Linked DNA regions of Mus musculus: region 2 is linked to region 1. Evidence: chromatin contacts called from public Hi-C data. All regions are on one chromosome and are shown on one strand. Each heading gives the region's core, a stretch centred on a gene start, on an enhancer-like site or on the middle of the called end of the contact. The rest is flanking DNA. Distances are from core to core; before and after follow the strand shown. Region 1 overlaps Pcdh7 (protocadherin 7). Region 2 overlaps Pcdh7 (protocadherin 7).

What was found. A called contact is a pair of places that touch in the nucleus more often than the background predicts.
Region 2: a Hi-C map of the HPC-7 cell line shows a contact between it and region 1, with 2.4 times the contacts expected there. The contact joins two enhancer-like sites. A contact is called at or near these places in 5 of 39 promoter capture datasets (the 3T3-L1 cell line, the HPC-7 cell line, HPC-7-derived erythroid cells and 2 more), 10 of 484 Hi-C or Micro-C datasets (the HPC-7 cell line, the Patski cell line, adipose-derived mesenchymal stem cells and 5 more), 3 of 115 datasets of contacts at active chromatin or transcription factors (astrocytes, fibro-adipogenic progenitors and stem cell-derived neural progenitor cells) and 2 of 9 other capture datasets (adipose tissue and pancreatic islet).

What each region holds. Positions count from the first base shown.
Region 1 is chr5:57,731,131-57,738,025 of GRCm38.p6, reverse strand. All of the region lies in intron 1 of Pcdh7 (protocadherin 7), which reads right to left. Among named protein-coding and RNA genes, the nearest start is that of Pcdh7, 16 kb to the right of the region's middle. Within about 2 kb of position 2,130, at least 16 of the 459 cell types and tissues checked have an H3K27ac peak or open chromatin away from gene starts, as enhancers often do. A contact at or near this core is called in the HPC-7 cell line, where this site is marked.
Region 2 is chr5:57,855,410-57,862,913 of GRCm38.p6, reverse strand. The region is part of intron 1 of Pcdh7 (protocadherin 7); the gene reads right to left. Among named protein-coding and RNA genes, the nearest start is that of Pcdh7, 140 kb to the right of the region's middle. Within about 2 kb of position 5,378, at least 12 of the 459 cell types and tissues checked have an H3K27ac peak or open chromatin away from gene starts, as enhancers often do. A contact at or near this core is called in the HPC-7 cell line, where this site is marked.

The DNA.
Region 1 (6,895 bases), core at 881-3,380:
GAATATAATGTGCAACCTAAACTTAGCTATTGTGATTTATATAGTGTTCCAAGGATGCCCTGGAAGAAGACTTTTTTTTCCCCCATCTTTTCTGTCATTTCTATTTGCTAAGTACCTAGATTGCTACTAAGAACTTAAATAGCATATAGATGTTAGCATTGAACATTTGTTCTCTGAAACATTAACTGTATTACCTTTGTATGGGTAGTATATATTTGTATACACCTATGCATATGTACATTGCATGCACATATACACATAAGCATGAATTTCATGCTACAAACATAACAAGAAAGGAAAACCCAGCAAACATAGAGGAGTTAATTTTATTATTTCTGACCCCTTGTTGTATTGGTTTGGAAGAAACAGACCTTACCATGACTGATTTTGGACACCAGAAATGTTATCTCTGGAAGGATTTTTGCCTTTGTGATCAACAATTAAATATCCTGAAAAGCAGGTTTAAACGCAACGTTGTAAGTCCGCTTCTGTTCATGCACTATTTATTACCATTTCTCTGCACAGAAGAATATTACATTTTCCATTTTTAAATGTTGGAGGTCAAATGTCCAACCAGCCTTAGAGGCCCAAAAAGTACTCCTTAGGAAAGGCTTGCTCAGCTCTTTTGTTTCTTTGCCTAGGAATGCTGACAGAAAGAGAGTTAACTCCTGCTTTTCATTTGGAATTTAATGATTAAGAAAAAATAGATGGTTGCTTCTAAGTGTTAATATTGCCATTAAAAATAATTTACATTTTTGGATTCTTTTGGGTGGATACTGCTATTTTATTCATTAGTATACCTTTATACACTTACTGGCTAGCAAAAGTAAAATAACCAAAATGTTAAAAATAACTAAAATGATAAATCTCAATGAAAACTAGATGCTGCAGAAATATTCAATGATATGCATGAGATGTTAGATGTAGGAAACTGGGAAATGTATTTAAAAAATGTATGTGCATGCATACACATTATAGATTCATATTTTTTCCACAGAGATAAAGCACATATATGAATCTTTCATCATTGTAAAACATATTTGAGGTTCCTCTTGACAGGAAAAGAGGAAAGCACGTGCTCCTCTGAATATAAAGACTAAATACAATTAGCAGACATGCAAATGCTTATAGTCCAGTCTGGTATGTCTTACTGAAGACCAAGAATGAACTCTGCTATGGACAGAACTGTGCATTTCTGAGTCCATCTATTAAAATCATAAACTGTGGAATGTCAGTACTTCCAGATAGGCATTTAAGGTTAAAAGAGGTCTGAAGGTTATGGTCCTCATCTGATAAGGGCTAGTGTTTTTCTCAGAGAAGCGGGCATAGAGATTTCTGTCTGTGCATGCACAGAGGGAATGCATGGGAGGAATAAGGAGAACGCAGGCAGTTACATGGAAGCTGGAAGCTGAGTGAGAGGCTTCCCCAGAAACCACACTGACCAGCACTTTGATCTAAGTTTTTCAGAGAAAATGAAATTTAACTCTAAGCGTTCAATGTGCCCAGTTTGCAGTATTTTGTAATAGCAACCTGGGAAGACTCATACAAAGTATTAAGACTGTTGATAGGCCGGAGAAAATAGTTCAGACAGAAAAGTTATGTGTCCTCAAAATATCAGGACTAGAATTCAATTGCCAGGACCCTAAAAAAGAAAAAAATAATATTGTCATGTGCAGTGACAGGTTTATAATCCCATCAGTAGTGATTCAGAGACAGGCAGATGTCTTGAAACTCCTTGACCAATACCAATAGAAAAAGGGTAGGGGGTGGTACTGTTTCGAGGAGAGATGTGGGAGGTTGCTCTCTGGCTTCCATATGCACACTCACAAACTTGCACATGTAAATGCAGGTATATGTGCCTGCACACACACACACAGATACACACAAGCACACAGACAACTGATAAAAAAATACATAGCAGATATTATGGAGTAGAAAAGAAGCACCGAACGTTTTAAAGGTTTGCCTTGTAAATTGAAGTCTACCATTACTGCTATAATAATGCAGACCTTCAGATATGGAGAGAGACGTCCACTGGGAGCAAGTTGTGAGGGGGTATTAGTAGGAAGTGGTAGACAGGAGAGGATGTGGCTTGTTCCCTTGCTTCTGTGTGGCAAGCAGATACCTAAACCACAATCCTCTAGTAAGGGAAAGAGCATTAATACCCTAACACAGCATTCGGGCTAGTGGTTGGTACGGGGTAAAGCTTCAGTAAATAGCAGCCCTTAATTTTAGATGCTGGACATAAAGTGGCAGAAAAGGTCCCAGCAAGATTGCGGTCAAGAGAAAATGATGGATTTAAGAAGTGATGGAATCAAAACAGGGCCACAGGGATATACTCAATTAGCTGGAGGCTCCTCTGAACTACCTGTTTTATAGCATCAGCCATCACACCTCTTTCATTACCAGGGAGAGAGCAACAACTCTGATGTCTCTCTGACAACAGCTAGTTCCTCCTGGCATGTGTAAGGGCTACACTCAGCTGTCTCTCTGTACAAGATCAGTCAGTCCTACTTTAAAAGGAGCCATGGAAACAAACAAGCAGAGGGTCAAACTGATGAGGACAAATGTATTTGAAGCATTTTCTTAAATGTAATGAAAGCCCTCCCAAGTGTCAAAGTACGTTCAAAAGAGAGACAACCTCCTGGCAAGCTAGAAACAGTATCGTCCTTCATGAGGGTGCATAAGAAAGTCCCAAATGTTCCATGTCACTCCCATAAACTCCTGTGTAACCAGAGCAGAGGTTAGTGTGTAAAATGAGTGACGACTTTCCTGTGGATATGTCAGTCAGGACTGGAGGGTGAGGTTTTCTCACTGCCTCAACCAGTAAAAAATTTCTATTTTTCCAGAGACTAGGAGTAGACTACTAAAGCAAACTTAGAATTTCAGAGGATTTAACCTAGAAATTGGTAGGCAAGCTATTCATTTCCAGCCAGAACTGAGAAAAAAAATTAACAATGACTGTGGAGTGAATCACTGTTCTAGGACCAGGAATCCATAATAAAATATGTATGGCTAGCAGTCAAAGGGTGCTGGGTTTTAGATCCTCCAAACCACAATAAAGAATCAAACAAATAAATAATAAAAGCTTCTAGCCTACACAGGTGACACACTAGAATCAAATTTCTATAAATGAAAAAATCCTAATTTATAGTATCTACACACTATAAAACAATGATGATGTTCAGTCTACAAGGCTTATCACGCTACAGAATTGGCACTGCACTCTTCATTAAAGGCGTGTACTTCTTACTTTTCATTAGTTTACTAAGATACTTCACCTCTACTGTCTCTCAAATCTGGGTGTATTTAGTCCACTTCACCAGAGTGGAGACAGCTGGAGTCCCGTGCATTCAACCTGCTCTGAACAATCTACAAACCTTTGTCAGAAGAATTCCCTTTGAAGTTTCTTCCAATGTTGAAATAAATGTTATTATCCTCTTTAAATTCAGCTTCCTCAGGTTAAAATCAGGAAAAGAAACAAATGCATGCTTACAAAACCCCAATAAGTAGGCACTGCCTCCCTATACTAGCAGAATAAGGAGGGTAGGAGGAACGTGGGCATACTGGCAGGAAGCATTTTTTATTCTTTTCTAGCACTCCCCATTGCACTCTTTGTCCCCCAAAATAAGAAGACGACAATAAATAGAATACAGCAGTTAAGCTGGATGCTGTCAAAACAAGGGGAAAGGGCATTTAGTGGTATTCATCTTCCAAAAACCTAGACAGTTGCCTTTTTCAGATCAGAACATTTCTTTCTGACAAATTCTAACAAAAAACTAAACATAGATGCATGTACATGTACACACACACACACACACACACACACACACACACACACACACACACACTGAAAGACTCAAATTAGAGTTGCAGACATTGAGTACTTTAAATGCTTTCTCACCCTTCACAGAGATTGACAGACAGACATTGGTTACTTTAAATGAGTTCTAACACTTCACACACATGCAGAGAGAGAGAGAGAGAGAGAGAGAGAGAGAGAGAGAGAGAGAGAGAGACAGAGAGAGAGAGACAGAGAGACAGAGAGAGACAGAGACAGAGAGAGACAGAGAGAGACAGAGAGAGACAGAGAGAGACAGAGAGAGACAGGCAGAGAGACAGACAGAGACAGACAGAGACAGTCAGAGAGACAGACAGAGACATGGAGACTGAGAGAGACTGGGGGTTTTTAATGAGTTCTTTCTTTACACACCCCAGAGGGACACTCTAGTTAAGAGTTACAGACACTGGGTGCTCTAAGTGAGTTCTCACCCTTTCAGGCTCCAGCAGCCCTACCACTCTTCCCTAAGGCCCTAATCAAAATTTCCATTTCTTAAGGACTATTGATCTTTGGGATGTGCTGACCTAGTTATCTGCTTAAAGCAATTTACACCCAGGTGTGCTAAAAGCCCAACCAAACTCCCACAGAGGTCATTTACATTTTAAAAGGGGAACTCTTCGGGGCATTCCAAAGTCCAAGGGAGAGCATTGGAATAGCTCAAACTTGCCTGTGTTCACTCCACTGCTTAGCTCCTTCAACTACTGCTGGGTTCCCACTTCTAGACTTCTTTTCTCTGTAGATTCAGTGCACCTTTATTTCTCTATCCAGATATGCCAGCACATCACTTTTTAAAATGACTCCATGCCACGGGGTAGGGTGGAAACAGAAACGTTTGTGTGCAAGTCTGAGTTGGCATAGAAAATGAATAATATCTGCAGAAATATACAAATTGACAGATACAGAGATCCATCCGTGTCTGTGTTTGGGAGTACATACATCTATTTTTGCCACAGATAAGGAGTTCCAGAAAAATACTGACAACCCATATGCTTGCATGGTTCTTTGAGGCCCTTGTCCTCAGTTGCTTTCTATTGCTGTGGTTAAATAACATAACCAAAAAACAACTTGGGAGAGAAGAGGACTTATTTCACCCACAGTAGAGCTCAGTTCAGTCCAAGGCATAAACTCTAGGCAAGAGGTGAAACTGAGATCTTAGAGTAATGACATTTACTGGCTTACTTTCCGAGGGAAGCCCAAGGTGCTTTTCAATACATTCCAACACTAGTGGCTGAGTGTTGTCCCTGCCCACAGTGGGCTGAGCAACCCACCTCTACCCAACTTCTATCAAGCCACCATTAATCAGGACAAAGCCCCCCTCAGACTTGCCTACAGGCTAATCTGATAAAGGCATTCATTCCCTCAGTTTTAGATTCTATCTTCCCAGATGACTCTAAGGTGTGTCAAGTTGACAAAACAAGAACAACTGCAACAACAAAACCTTACTAATCCTTCGCTCAAATTTGTCTGAAACCTGTTCAGTGCTCAGCTTAAACACTGGCATTGGTTCAGAGTATTCATAGGTTTGAGGTTTACAAGAGAAGCAAGAATGAAGGTGTAGAAAACAGAACTGTCCATTTGTTACTGAACCCAGGAGCATAAACCACACTGCCAAGTGGAAAAGACAGACTCTGTCCAACACGACAGGGGGCCTGAATCTCAGAGAACTCCCATCTCTCAGGAAAGGAATACAAGCAAGCTCTCAGAGTATTTTACAGTGTCATATTAAGGAAGTCCTATCAGGTAGGGGGAAGGGGACCCAATGGCAGGGACCAGAGACCACAACAGCCACTTATGGACTTGTTAGGGGACCCATATAAAGACTGAGCTATACATTTGCTGCAAATGTATAGGGGGTCTAGGTCCAGCTCCTGCATATTCCCTGGTTGGTGGCTCTGTGTGCCCATGGTCCCAAGTTTTTCTGTTCTGTGGGCCATCTTATGGTGTCCTTTACCCTTCCAACTTTTTGTCTTCTATCCCCCCATTCTTCCACAACATACCCTGCTCTCAGCCTAATGTTTGGTAAGGGTGAGACTGGAAAGAGAGGAGAGAGGTGGTCTGTGATCTGGATGTAAAGTGAATAAAAACAAAACAAAAACAAACAACAACAAAAAAAAGATGTCCTGTCATATTCCAGACCCAGTGTGGATGAATTTGAAAGCTAACTCTACACAAAGCCTAAGTACTCTGTGCCACAAAGGTTCCTGACAATCTCCTTTAAGTTACAACTGCTCCCTGGCACTGGGAAAATGTGGACATAGAGAAAAATTGAGCTAAGAGAGGCTCCTGGGAACCCTGCTTGAGGTCTAGCATGTTTGCATTGTTTGTTGTTGTTGTTGATTGGTTGGTTGGTTTTGTTTGTCTGGGGTTTTTTGTTTGTTGGTTGGTTGGTTGGTTTTGGTTTTTGGTTTGTTTTTTTTATTTGAGACAAGATTTCCTGTGTAGCTCTGGATGTCCTGGAACTCACTCTGATGACCAGACTGGCTTCCAACTCATAGAGATTCCCCTGTCTCTGCTTCCGGAGTGCTAGTATTAAATGTGGAAGGCACTACAGCCCTAGTGCACGTTTCCTCTCTTAACCATGCAAAAAGATGGCCTTTATATATATATATATATATATATATATATATATATATATATATATATATATATATATATATTTTAAGTCCATGTTTTATCTCCACATCACAGCCTTCCTTCAGGTAATAGAGTTAAAGTATTTTTAAAATATCACACATGAAAGAAAAGTTTAATACACAATTTTAGATTTTTTTCTTAAATGCTGTTCACTGAAAGACTATGGGATTACTTTATCAATAGTGTGGAGGGGTCTTGGGGCCATTTTCCAACATACATTGAAAATTAAAGTCCAGGTGAAAATTAAGTTTTGAAGATTTGATTTTACATATTGTGCTAATAACATACAATTCTGCATATAAATATGACAATGAATACTGAAATCTTCAAGTCATAAACTCACTAAAAACTTCAATCAATCATGAAAGTGACTTTTGAAAAATGTTAGGATTGTGGACAAACACCTTCTTACAAAATAAA
Region 2 (7,504 bases), core at 4,129-6,628, 120 kb before region 1:
GTAGTAAAGCTTTAGGTCAGGCATGGTGATTCCACCAGAGGTTCTTTTATCCTTGAGAAGAGTTTTTGCTATCCTCGGTTTTTTGTTATTCCAGATGAATTTGCAAATTGCTCCTTCTAATTCGTTGAAGAATTGAGTTGGAATTTTAATGGGGATTGCATTGAATCTGTAGATTGCTTTTGGCAAGATAGCCATTTTTACAATGTTGGTCCTGCCAATCCATGAGCATGGGAGATCTTTCCATCTTCTGAGATCTTCTTTAATTTCTTTCTTCAGGGACTTGAAGTTTTTATCATACAGATCTTTCACTTCCTTCGTTAGAGTCACGCCGAGATATTTTATATTATTTGTGGCTATTGAGAAGGGTGTTGTTTCCCTAATTTCTTTCTCAGCCTGTTTATTCTTTGTGTAGAGAAAGGCCATTGACTTGTTTGAGTTAATTTTATATCCAGCTACTTCACCGAAGCTGTTTATCAGGTTTAGGAGTTCTCTGTTGGAATTTTTAGGGTCACTTATATATACTATCATATCATCTGCAAAAAGTGATATTTTGACTTCCTCTTTTCCAATTTGTATCCCCTTGATCTCCTTTTGTTGTCGAATTGCTCTGGCTAATACTTCAAGTACTATGTTGAAAAGGTAGGGAGAAAGTGGGCAGCCTTGTCTAGTCCCTGATTTTAGTGGGATTGCTTCCAGCTTCTCTCCATTTACTTTGATGTTGGCTACTGGTTTGCTGTAGATTGCTTTTATCATGTTTAGGTATTGGCCTTGAATTCCTGATCTTTCCAGAACTTTTATCATGAATGGGTGTTGGATCTTGTCAAATGCTTTTTCTGCATCTAACGAGATGATCATGTGGTTTTTGTCTTTGAGTTTGTTTATATAATGGATTACATTGATGGATTTTCGTATATTAAACCATCCCTGCATCCCTGGAATAAAACCTACTTGGTCAGGATGGATGATTGCTTTAATGTGTTCTTGGATTCGGTTAGCGAGAATTTTATTAAGGATTTTTGCATCGATGTTCATAAGAGAAATTGGTCTGAAGTTCTCTATCTTTGTTGGATCTTTCTGTGGTTTAGGTATCAGAGTAATAGTGGCTTCATAAAATGAGTTGGGTAGAATACCTTCTACTTCTATCTTGTGAAAAAGTTTGTGCAGAACTGGAGTTAGATCTTCTTTGAAGGGCTGATAGAACTCTGCACTAAACCCGTCTGGTCCTGGGCTTTTTTTGGCTGGGAGACTATTAATAACTGCTTCTATTTCTTTAGGGGATATGGGACTGTTTAGAAGGTCAACTTGATCCTGATTCAACTTTGGTACCTGGTATCTGTCCAGAAATTTGTCCATTTCGTCCAGGTTTTCCAGTTTTGTTGAGTATAGCCTTTTGTAGAAGGATCTGATGGTGTTTTGGATTTCTTCAGGATCTGTTGTTATGTCTCCCTTTTCATTTCTGATTTTGTTAATTAGGATTTTGTCCCTGTGCCCTTTAGTGAGTCTAGCTAAGGGTTTATCTATCTTGTTGATTTTCTCAAAGAACCAACTCCTCGTTTGGTTAATTCTTTGAATAGTTCTTCTTGTTTCCACTTGGTTGATTTCACCCCTGAGTTTGAATACCGAATGGCAGAGAAGCACCTGAAAAAATGTTCAACATCCTTAATCATCAGGGAAATGCAAATCAAAACAACCCTGAGATTCCACCTCACACCAGTGAGAATGGCTAAGATCAAAAATTCAGGTGACAGCAGATGCTGGCGAGGATGTGGAGAAAGAGGAACACTCCTCCATTGTTGGTGGGATTGCAGGCTTGTACAACCACTCTGGAAATCAGTCTGGCGGTTCCTCAGAAAATTGGACATAGTACTACCGGAGGATCCAGCAATACCTCTCCTGGGCATATATCCAGAAGAAGCCCCAACTGGTAAGAAGGACACATGCTCCACTATGTTCATAGCAGCCTTATTTATAATAGCCAGAAACTGGAAAGAACCCAGATGCCCCTCAACAGAGGAATGGATACAGAAAATGTGGTACATCTACACAATGGAGTACTACTCAGCTATTAAAAAGAATGAATTTATGAAATTCCTAGCCAAATGGATGGACCTGGAGAGCATCATCCTGAGTGAGGTAACACAATCACAAAGGAACTCACACAATATGTACTCACTGATAAGTGGATACTAGCCCAAAACCTAGGATACCCACGATATAAGATACAATTTCCTAAACACATGAAACTCAAGAAAAATGAAGACTGAAGTGTGGACACTATGCCCCTCCTTAGAAGTGGGAACAAAACACCCATGGAAGGAGTTACAGAAACAAAGTTTGGAGCTGAGATGAAAGGATGGACCATGTAGAGACTGCCATATCCAGGGATCCACCCCATAATCAGCATCCAAACGCTGACACCATTGCATATACTAGCAAGATTTTATCGAAAGGACCCAGATGTAGTTGTCTCTTGTGAGACTATGCCGGGGCCTAGCAAACACAGAAGTGGATGCTCACAGTCAGCTAATGGATGGATCACAGGGCTCCCAATGGAGGAGCTAGAGAAAGTACCCAAGGAGCTAAAGGGATCTTCAACCCTATAGGTGGAACAACATTATGAACTAACCAGTACCCCTGAGCTCTTGACTCTAGCTGCATATGTATCAAAAGATGGCCTAGTCGGCCATCACTGGAAAGAGAGGCCCATTGGACACGCAGACTTTGTGTGCCCCGGTACAGGGGAACGCCAGGGCCAAAGGGGGGGAGTGGGTGGGTAGGGGAGTGGGGGTGGGTGGGTAAGGGGGACTTTTGGTATAGCATTGGAAATGTAAATGAGCTAAATACCTAATAAAAAATGGAAAAAAAAAAAAAAAAAAAAAAAAAAAAAAAAAAAAAAAAAGAAACAAGGGAATCTTCCAAAGGCAGAAAGTAACCGTGTCTCTACCAGCTTCATAATGTCTTCATAATGGCTATGAAGCACAACAAGCGTGTTATGGTAACACTAAGTGTGAGGTAGGGACACACATATGCTGGTGGTAACCAAAAGAGGAATTTTCAGAGTGATTTTGAGATATTGGAGATAATTATATAAATAGAGCATTAAGACTATTTCATGTTTACTTTTATAGAAAAATGTTCCATTCAGTGTGAACATCATAAAAGAAGGGGCAAGGCTCATGGCAGGATGTGATGCATAAAAAGTTTCCGACATGTGATACATGTTCATATAAGGGCTGTATTCATTATTTTCTCCACTAATTTTATTGTTTCTCCTTAAGAAAAATTTTGAGTGACCTCCCCCTTCCCCAGTGTTAGGCAATAAATGTTTAGTTCTCTCTATCCTTCTCCTTTGGAACAACTCAAGGCACTGTCAACACTTTGAGAGGTTTTCCCCTTCTTCTTTCACATGTACTTCATCCAAACCCTCTACTTTGCCATGTCTTCTAGAAGCCAGAGCCTTCTGGGTTTTGACCCAGTCCTACCATTTAACTTCCTGCCTTTCCTACCTAGGATAGCCGCTATTTTCTTCGGCATCAGAGCTCTATTTGTAGAATATACAAGGGATGAATAGATAGTTACATGTTCAAAATGTGAAATACTCAGACGGCAGCCCAGAAGGATTAGGATAGTATTATGGACTCTGTCTGATATAGGTGTGATCTGCAGACACATAAGAAGTTGGCCAAATGTTAAAAAAAAAAAAAAAAAAAAAAAAAAAAAAAAAAAAAAACATTAACCCGGATGTAGGAGCTGTGACACTTTGTGTCTTTGTTAGCTAGGCAGTAACCAGGAAAATCATAATTTTACGCAAGCAAAGGAAGTAAGAAAAATTAGAATGCACTAGAAAAACAGGGAAATTAATGTCCCCACAACAAAAGTACCAACCACAAATAAGGAAAAGATTTTTTAAAAAAAGAGTTATTCCTTAGGAAATACTCTAGTAATAAGCTTCAGGGCTTAGCATGAGTGACTAGATATTAGCACTGTTTGGCAAGTGTGTCTGGATCTGTTCTGAACACAATGCAGAACCCTTATAGATGATACATTTTTATCTTCACTGTTCTATGATAAAATAATATGTGACAAGGGGGAATACTTCAAGGCTCAGAATCCACTCTGAGAGACGACTCATTTAATGTATGTGAGTTTTAAAAAGGCTTCACGTGGAGTGTCAACACAATAACAAGACAAAGAATTAAATGCCCCGGGGACACTAACTCAATGCTAAGAAATCAGTGAACAGCTAATTAGCCTGGGTCCATGTCCCAGCATTTGCCATTATCACCTAGTGACAGACCCTGTCCTTGCCATTGAGGTATTAACAGAACGTATGCAGAAAGACATTAAAAAATGGTTTGTTGCGTGTTTGCTTTTATCTGACTACTTATCTATGGGCCCACCTTTTAATGAGATTTTATATAGATTTTCTCCATCGTTTGCTAGATATATAAAATTAAGTTTATCTTACTCTAAAGGGAATCCTATGGAGGGGGGAACAAGAAAGAAACACAGAAACCTGGGAAGCTCTTTGAAAGACTTCAAAAAATATGTGCTAGGAACCTTAATGGTTAGCAGAAGGGATAACAAGTCTAGTACAGTTGAAGAGTAATGGACAAAAGGCAGGAAGAACACTGACATCACAGTACATATAAAACCAGAGGGCTAGAAGTACTGGACAAAGTGTATATTCACCTTCTCATAGGAAATGGCAGTCCTGAAGAGTGCCATACTTTGCAGTATGAATCACTGCAGGCCAATTATAGATATTTGGTGTATATCAATAATTAACTGATTGCACTGAGCCATGATTTAAAGTAAATTTGTCAGATTATGAACTATGGATTTGAATGGTTGTCATCATTTTTCCTGAGGTTTATTGTTTTTCTTCATTGGTCAATTCCTAAATATTTAAAATGCACACAAAAGATAAACATTTGGGGCAAAACTAATGTGCATAGTAGAAGAATGGGTTGAGTCTGTGACATTCAACAAAACAAGGGAATTTTTTCTTCCAAGAAAAGCTGATATAAATAAATTGTTCTTTCAGATCCTAAGAAAATGTTTCTAAAATAGAAAAAAGAAGGAGAATTAGTGCTACGAGACCAAAATGGGAGGAGGTGAGAAGTGTAGATTGTCAGGGAAACTCAGAGTGGTCTTCCTGAACCCCAGTTCCCTCTTCTTTTAAAAGAGAAGCCTCAGATCCAGTTCTAACATTCTGTGAAGCTAAACTCTTTAGACCACCCATTCCTAACCCAGCCATGCGGTGAGCATGCAAGAAGCCCTTATAAAATCTCCAGGAAAGACTGTAGACAGACATAAAGAGTTTATAATGAGAAACAGCAGCACATAAATAAGAGAAGTTGGCAAAACCACATCCTTTATAAAGGTGGAAGGGCTGTGGTCTAGAGCAAGTGAGACACTCAGAGTGAACGAGATAACTTCCCCCATGTCACCCTCAATAACAATGCTAATTACCTGATGGAAAAGGCATCCAGACAGCCTAAAATTGTTAGGTTTCCACAGTATCACCGATCTGATGCAGACAGCAAAATTGGATTTCTAAACTATGCCTATTAAATGAAAGGCATTCAGAAAGCACACCCCACAAGGAAAAATCGAGTAGTGAGGTTGCCATAAAATTCAAACAAGAGGGGGAAAGAAGTTGTGTTTTGACAGTGGGTTTGAAAAGGTTTCATTCAAATATCACCATTAACCTTGTTTTCTCATTTTAGAACGTCTCTTATTACCTCTCTGTTTCAACCTCCAGGTTGAGTCACAGCCACTACCGCTGTTCTTTGACAACTGAGATGCCTGACAAAGTGTAGTCATTTTCAGATTTAAATAGTGAAAATAAAAGCTTCTAAAATTATGTAGAGTTGAGGTAGATGTACAATTTCACAATCACACATCCTAAGGTTTGGTATTAAGAACGAAATCTTACCATCCAATTTCTGAATGGCAGAGATTTAGACATTGGCAATCATTAAACTACTGTTATCCGTAGCCTGCAGAAAGCAGCTTGATTCACACGTAAGCAAATTAAAATCCATGTACATATGGATTTTAATTTATATATATATATATATATATATATATATAGTCATAAAACATATATGCATGTAAGGTTACTAATTTAAAAATTATGTATAATTTGAGTGAAGATTTAGTTCCTTAAGCAGTAAGAGAGTGATTCTCTATGTTTCTAGCATGGTTTTAAATTTTTAAAGAAAGAAAAAAAAATCAAGCTTGTGTATATTGCATCTGTAAGATCACCTGTCTCTCATGTCTGACGTTGAAGCTTTTGCAATATAATCTTACACCATTTCATAAGTTCAAAATTAACTTGCCCTTCTCCTTGTTTTCTACTCAAAGGGGGGGGGGAGGGAACATACTTTATCATAAATACTTGATCAATCAACAGCAAGGATGAATATCTGTACAGACATGATGGAGCTGAACTTGCTTCTGACAAGAAGCAAGATGTATATATTACAAAGTCTTACCACCAAGGCAGTGACTGAGACAAGATAAAAGAGGGGGAACGAGAGGCAGAGGGAGAGGGAGAGGGAGAATGTCTATATTAATCTTATAAAATTACTTTTTTCCTTGTAATCTCTTCGTTCTTCTAGGCATCATTCTTCAGATGCACTGAATTTAGGAGTAAGGGTGAGAAACATTTTGTTTAAAATTGACATAGAATTCACTGTATTTTCTAAAAATTTCCTCTTTCCAGTCAATGTAAGAAAATGGGTTCAAGGGAAGAAATCAAGAGGGTTAAGTTCCTACTTGGTACTTCAATAAAATTACTTGTCACTGCATGCAGCCGCTGATTACCAGGACAGTGCCCCTTCCATTAACTATGCCGACAGATCCGACATTTTACTGATGACAGCAGCCATCCCGCAGATTAAAGCACAATGTAGATTTAATCTCCCCACGACTTGATAGCCTCAAATGAAGGATTCTCAAATTTCATGGTTCTGACCTATTCAGAGTGACTAAGTGTACAATAAATTACCTGTCCCCTGTCTTTGTAACAAGGGAAAGAACATCATTAGGTTATGCCTAATGCTTACTGCAATGTCTTTGTGGGTTTACCAACATCATCTGCATGCTACAGAGCAAAAGATCATCCGACTTTGAGGGATTCATTTGCATTGCCATATGACCAGGTCTCAGTTCAACATAATAAGGTGACAGCAGCAGGTGACAGAGAAGCCAGATTTCAGGAAAAGGATCATTTGAGTCGTGATTAAGGATAACTTCTATTAAAGGAGATTTCTCACCAGGGACAGAAAATGAGTTCACTGCAGAGAGCAAAAGTGGCCACTGTCCAGCCAGTTTACTCACTGTCACACCATGTACGTATGTACTGTCATACTGTCTTCTTCAAGGAAGAATGAACAACCTGTATCTCAGGAAAGGAGCAAACTAGGAAGCATAAAAATAACTGGATGCTGAATGAAGAAACTACCTGTATGGTGTGTTGTGAGCATGACAAATC